Regions from separate parts of the Anas platyrhynchos genome. Here region 2 is linked to region 1. The links are chromatin contacts, called in public Hi-C maps. All regions are on one chromosome and are shown on one strand. The core of a region is the stretch at or near the end of the contact, and the rest is flanking DNA. Distances in the headings are between cores, read along the strand shown.

Evidence for each region. Hi-C and Micro-C count contacts between places; a contact is called where the count stands out from the background.
Region 2: a contact with region 1 is called in a Hi-C map of subcutaneous adipose tissue, with 3 times the contacts expected there. The contact joins the promoter of ARRDC3 here to the enhancer-like site in region 1. A contact is called at or near these places in 5 of 8 Hi-C or Micro-C datasets (F5 follicle, liver, skeletal muscle and 1 more).

Annotation. Positions count from the first base shown.
Region 1 is chrZ:82,463,786-82,467,138 of IASCAAS_PekinDuck_T2T, reverse strand. No RefSeq gene overlaps it. Among named protein-coding and RNA genes, the nearest start is that of ARRDC3, 78 kb to the left of the region's middle. Within about 2 kb of position 1,593, at least 4 of the 8 cell types and tissues checked have an H3K27ac peak or open chromatin away from gene starts, as enhancers often do. A contact at or near this core is called in subcutaneous adipose tissue, where this site is marked.
Region 2 is chrZ:82,542,405-82,545,757 of IASCAAS_PekinDuck_T2T, reverse strand. It overlaps ARRDC3 (arrestin domain containing 3), which reads left to right and starts at 1,826. Exons shown (of 8, transcript XM_038170350.2): 1 at 1,826-2,362. The coding sequence starts at 2,083. LOC140000621 (a long non-coding RNA gene) reads right to left here. Exons shown (of 2, transcript XR_011805686.1): 1 at 3,108-3,353; 2 at 2,898-3,076.

The sequences.
Region 1 (3,353 bases), core at 344-2,843:
GTGACTCCAGAAAGAGCAAAGCTGACTCCTGCACATTCACCTTCCCCTTGCTGCCAAACAGAATGGCAGCACCAAAGAGATACCACATTAGTCTTGCTGTGTGCAGAGAAAGCGTACAATGCTGAAAAGTAATATGAACATAATAATAATAATAATAATAATAATAATAATAATAATAATAATAATAATAATAATAATAATAATAAAAATAAATAATATTTTTCTCCTAATCTTGACTACTTGTGAAAATCCTATCATGAACACAACTTTGACTTGGTTAAAAAACAAGCAAACAAAAACAGTCTTTGTTTTTTAGGTCATTTTACACAACTGCCAGCTCACTTCCAGCACATTGGTAGCTCCAGGTATTTCATTCAATAGTGCTTGAATATTACATTGCAATTATTTCGCTGTATCTAACTCATACAAGATAAGGTTGAACAATTAAATTAAATAGGGAAGTTCTCTTTGATCCTGTGAAAATCAATAGAATAATATATTGAATTGAGTAGAATAGTGCAAAGTTGCACATGGTAAGTTTCACCACACATTACCACCAATAGAAAGAACAAAAATGAAAAGTCTGCTGCCAGCAAACCGGGGATTTCTTACTGGTTTGCACAAGTGCTGTTGAAGCAGAACCTGTGGTAGTAGCTCAAGGTCTGCTTTATAGACTGAGCAGTAGGGAAGTGTATCTGAAGGCAGGATATGCCTGAAATTAAGCAATTTTGTAGTCAAACTCTGCATGATCAATCAGCTTAACAAAGTTTTATGTTGAGTGCACGCGTGTTTTGTTGCTGTGAAGCTCTCGGTACAATTTAATCCTTTGCACTGTGCATTTCTTTGCAGGATTTCGACTTTGGATTTGGATACCGGCATAGTGAGCATTTGCATGGTAGAGGCAGAGCATGGGGATATTGGGGCTCTCCTTTAGGTTCTAAAGAAAATACATTATGTGAAGATTTCTGTTCAGGTCCCTGATATGAATTAGCTTATTTTGTATATGCACCAAGGGAAGCGAAACCAGAATTTTTACATTGTTTTTTTATCAAAACATACCCTGAAAGATGTCTGTTGAGCTCAATAATTTTCATCACTTCTGCAACCTGAATACAAAATGTATTCAAACATCTTTTAAGAAAGTGGATTTACTCGTGTTGTCACATCAGTGATGATGAACTCCTGAAATACAACTGTGCACTCACCTCATCTACGTGCTCTGTGCCAACATGTGTAAGCAGCGTTAGGTACAGCCAGTCAGGGTGACTAGGGATGTGGATTCATTCATCTTAGGGAAACAAAGAAATGTCTACACTCTCTATCGAGTTTTAAATACTGCCTGAGATCAGAGGAAGCACTCGGCCTCGTGGGTTGAAGCCCGGCCAGCCGTGAAGGTGCTGCTGCCAGGTGTGGCTGCCGGGCACACCTCAGCCACCACCCACAAAATGCACCTGGGGGACACCCGCACCAGCAAGACCCTGGATTTTCTACAGACAGTATGGTTTCTGTACAGAAAGTGCCTCTAGGTCTGTAACTAACACTCATCTCGCGCTCCTAAGCCATTGAGCACCACCTAGAGATGGGAGATGCAGCAAATGCTGGCCACGGACGCCATCCCGCTGATCTGCCCTGAAAACGCTGATGCACTTACAGTAAATCCCTAACCAGGCCAGTTGTGCAACACACTGAAGTGACACGAAGTATTAACATTTATGGTGGTGAGTCAAAATCAAACAAACATCCTTCTTTTATAAGCTTTCTCACAGCATGTAGTGGCATGCGCTGAGAGTAACGAAGCATCTGTTACAGCCCCGGCTCTCGCAACCAAGCAAGTGTTGCAATCGCTCCGTAGGGCCAGACTTCTGTTAAGGATTAGCGGGTAGATGAGATGTATCAGCTATGGCCAATGCTCATTTCAGTTGATTCAGGAAGAAGAAAATTAAAAAGACCTTCAGGAGCCAGGTTTCCTGTTTAGAAACAGAGAAAAAAAAAAAAAAAAAAAAAAAAAAAGTATAGCATCACTACACTGCAAACCATCCCAAACTAATTTTAACTCCAGACTCCGAGTCTGATTTTGGTGATCCTTGCAGTTCATTAAAGTGACCTTTACAGCTGTTGCAGGAACAGGGTAGTCCAATAAAAAAATGAGCTGTAAAGTATGCTGTCTCACTCCTCACCAGGTCCCTGCTGTGCTTTGATGCCCTGCTCCCGCTGTTACAGGTTGTCCCTTCTCCACGGGCACAGGGGTGCCTCTGACTCCCCTGTGCCCCCGCACGCTGCCTGTGCTGCTGCCAGGACCATTCAGCACCCCAAGCTCTGCCACAGACCGCAGAGATTTGGCTCTGCTTGCTCTGCAGCATGACAAGCATAAAAGGAGTCAACGAAATTCCTGGGAGTCAGAAACGTCAGGCCTGATGCAGCAGAGCATGTGGTTATTAAGCACAGACATAGCTGTACTTCCCATCCACTCAAACATCTACTTGAAGAAGCACTTACTTAAAGGCTTTGAGGACCAGAAAGTTACCCGTGTCTGTGAAAGCGTTTGCATTACACCAAGCCTTCATTTGGAAGATTATCTCTGCTTCTGGACATGGGTGATGCCTGTAAGCTGTGCAATCCTAGCAGTTATTACAGAATTGGGACACAAAAAGGTTTCTTCTTCTTCTTTTTTCTTTTTTTTTTCTTTTGTCCCAGCTCAACAAATAATCAGTTACAGTAAAATTTGTGTATTACCATGGTAAAATGCACAGAAAAGCTTCCATAAGAAATGTTTCCATTTAAAAGCACAGGTTGTCACTTAGAGCTTGCCCAACCTAAAGCCTTTAGGCAAGATCCTGGTGTAGGTGTGAAAAGCCTGCTCGACATTTGCTATATTTCTACGCCACCCTCAGAAATGTCCAGAGGAAAACTCCCTTGGTCTCCTGCTTTCATGTGTTTTTGTTCCAGAGTGTCTGTGCAGAAGCAGGGAGTTAATGATTCTTGCAAGACCAGCCTGCCTCACCCCTCGGCTCTGAAATACTTCCTCTGTGTGTTTTTTTTTTGTTGTTTTTTTTTTTTTTTTTCAGGGGAGGAACTTTTCTTGCTCGTTTATGAACTCAGATTACCGATCTATGCAAGGCGAGACTTGAGGCCTTCGATCAGAGCAGGAATATCTGCATAGCACCCACAGAGATCAGCAGAAAACCCTCCTGTCTGGCATTCCTCCCTTCTGTCTGCGAGAAGAGGGAAAGAATTTAATATTGTGGAAAGAGCAAAAGAACACAGTCAGCAGCTCACAGATGCCTTGCAGTGACCTTCACGTGGTTTCTCACTTGTCCTTCATCCCCCCTTCCCTCTGTTTGTTTCAGACCATC
Region 2 (3,353 bases), core at 577-3,076, 78 kb before region 1:
TCCTCTTGTGCCCCGATTGCTGAGGGACGCTGGTGTACCTCCATGGCTCATTTCTGGGCTCATCAGGTCTGAAGGTGTCTGCTAGAGATGGGATTCGTACCCCCAGTTCCCGAATCTGAGGCTTTAACTGCACATACCAACTGGATTCATAGCATTCTGTCAGCTCGGGGATGTAGAGCTGTGCCGGCTGTAGCCAGCAAAATGAAATACTGCAAACGCTGATCCCAATCCCGTCTCCTTACTCAAAGGGCACAAAGGTGGGAGGCTGCAGGAAGGAGGCTCGTGTTTTTAGGGATGAGATAATAGGAAATGAAATAAAAATAAAATAAATAAATAAATAGAGAGAGAGAGAAAAAAAGACAAAAGAGAAAAGAAAAAGAAAGAGAGAGAAAAAAAAAGGAAAAAAAATGAAAGATAAAAAGTAGAAAAAGAAAAGAAAAAAGAAGAGGAGAGGAGAGGAGAGGAGAGGAGAGGAGAGGAGAGGAGAGGAGAGGAGAGGAGAGGAGAGGAGAGGAGAGGAGAGGAGAGGAGAGGAGAGGAGAGGAGAGGAGAGGAGAGGAGAGGAGAGGAGAGGAGAGGAGAGGAGAGGAGAGGAGAGGAGAGGAGAGGAGAGGAGAGGAGAGGAGAGGAGAGGAGAGGAGAGGAGAGGAGAGGAGAGGAGAGGAGAGGAGAGGAGAGGAGAGGAGAGGAGAGGAGAGGAGAGGAGAGGAGAGGAGAGGAGAGGAGAGGAGAGGAGAGGAGAGGAGAGGAGAGGAGAGGAGAGGAGAGGAGAGGAGAGGAGAGGAGAGGAGAGGAGAGGAGAGGAGAGGAGAGGAGAGGAGAGGAGAGGAGAGGAGAGGAGAGGAGAGGAGAGGAGAGGAGAGGAGAGGAGAGGAGAGGAGAGGAGAGGAGAGGAGAGGAGAGGAGAGGAGAGGAGAGGAGAGGAGAGGAAAGGAAAGGAAAGGAAAGGAAAGGAAAGGAAAGGAAAGGAAAGGAAAGGAAAGGAAAGGAAAGGAAAGGAAAGGAAAGGAAAGGAAAGGAAAGGAAAGGAAAGGAAAGGAAAGGAAAGGAAAGGAAAGGAAAGGAAAGGAAAGGAAAGGAAAGGAAAGGAAAGGAAAGGAAAGGAAAGGAAAGGAAGAAGGAGCAAGAGAAAGAAAAATAAGAAAGAAGGAAAAGAAAAAGGAGAAAAGGCAAAGAAAGAGAAAGGAGAAAAGGATAAAATAGGTGGAAAAAAAAAGAAAAAAAAAAGGAAAGGAAAAGGAACAAGAGAAAGAAAAGTGAAAAAGAAAAAACACTGACAACAATGACGAAAGCAGAATTGTCTTTATTGGGGCAGTGGGTCATTATTTCAGACCAGAGCTCAGCTCAGACGCTGTGGGAGCATAACACAGGGTGAATATGGACTTGATGTATACTTCTTGGTGGCGGCGGCGGCTTTTTAACAGGAAAACAAAATCAGCCTCCAAAACTGGGTCAACCTTCGTGCCGACCAGCACAGCTGCGCACCTCGGGCACGTTCCAACATCAGCGCGCGGAAAAACGGGGCAACCTCAAACCCTCACAGCCTGCAAGGTTTGCCCGAGCACGGCCACCCCCACGCCCTCCCAAAATTTGGGACCGCGCAGCTCCCCGTGGGCAGGGACACGGCCCGCAGCGCGCTGCACCCTCACCCCGCGGCCAGCAGGGGGCGCACGCACACAGCGCACACACAGCCGGCGGCGGCGGCGGGGCCGGAGGGGGGCGTGGCCTCGGCGAGGGGGGGCGTGGCCTCGGTGGAGGGGGCGTGGCCTAGGCGGGAGGGGGCGTGGCCGGGCTCCGCTCTTCGCGCTTATAGCGGGGAGCCGGCGGCGCGGCCCCGTCTTTGTGAGCAGGGCGCAGCGCAGCCGGGCGGCTCCGAGCGCTCCCGAGCGCTGCCGAGCGCCGGCAGCAGGGCCGGGCCGGGCCGCCGCAGCCCGCCCCATGCCGGGGCTGTAGGGTCGGCGCCGAGCCTGCCCGCCGGCCGTGCGTGGCGGAGCCTCCCTCGCATCGCCTTCTCGTGTTGTTTTTTTTTTTTTATTTTTATTCTTTTTTCGTCTTTATTTCTGTACGCGTTCGCCGTACACCATGGTGCTGGGGAAGGTGAAGAGCCTGACGATAAGCTTCGACTGTCTGAACGACAGCAACGTCCCCGTGTACTCCAGCGGGGACACGGTCTCAGGAAGGGTCAGCCTAGAAGTGACGGGGGAGATCCGCGTCAAGTCGCTCAAGATCCACGCGCGGGGCCACGCCAAGGTGCGCTGGACCGAGTCGCGCAACGCCGGCTCCAACACCGCCTACACGCAGAACTACACCGAGGAGGTCGAGTACTTCAACCACAAGGACGTCCTCATCGGACAGGAGCGAGGTGAGGGGGGGGCTCTGCCCCGGCCGGGCACCGCCGCGCCCTGCATCGCCCTGCCCTGCCCCGCAGCATCCCCGCCGCCTGTGTGTGTGTGTGTGCGATTGATTGAGGAGGGTGAGGACAAGAAAAAAAAAGAAAAAAAAAAAAAAAAAAAACTCTTGGGGGGCACTCCGGGGTTGTTTTTGCGAAGTTTCCACCCTTTGTTAGAAGCGGTTCAATCCTGTTTGGGACCGGTCCTGGCGAGAAGGGGAGGGGAGGGGATGGGGGGGGTGGGGGGGGTGCTGCTGCTGCTGCCGCTCGGCGGCGGAGATTGGCTGCGCGCGTCAGGTGGTGGCGATGACTTAATGCCTAGCACAGGAAAATAGTCCCCGAGCCGGTTATGTAATGGGGGGCGCTCCGCAGACCCCTCTTTAATTGGTATTTTTTATTATTATCACTGCTTTTTGGGGTGCCCCCTCCCCCCTTTCTTGCTGCGCGGCTGGGGTGGCTCCGCTCCGCCTCGGGGACGAGCCGGCTGCTGCTCCCCTTCCTCCTGAGGAGAAACCTGTCTTTTTTTATCTTATTATTGCTTGTTGCTTTTTGTTTTTTGCTTTGTTTTTTTTTCTCCCTGCGAGCTCTTCTTCTGCAGAAGTTTCTCCTGCACCCTGCACGGAGCTGTGCAGAAGCACACCACAACCTCCCTTATCTTTTACCCCCCTTATTTTAAATTCTTAACGCCTGCCACCCCCTTATTTTAAATTCTTAACGCCTGCCACCCACGTTAACCCCCCTTTTCGTGTTGTTTTTCTTTTTTTGTTAATCTTTTCTTTCAACTCCTGCCTCCAACCTCAGGCAGCCCTCACAGCAACCCCCAACCCGTCCCTTGCGGCTGCTCCCCGTACGCCCTGCGGGGGGGGCGGCGGCCCCGTCCCAGCCGCCCACCGCTGCGGCTCGGCACCTCGCGGTGCGTGTGGACGGAGCGGGGCACAGCGGCCGGCGGCTCCCGGCGGCTCCG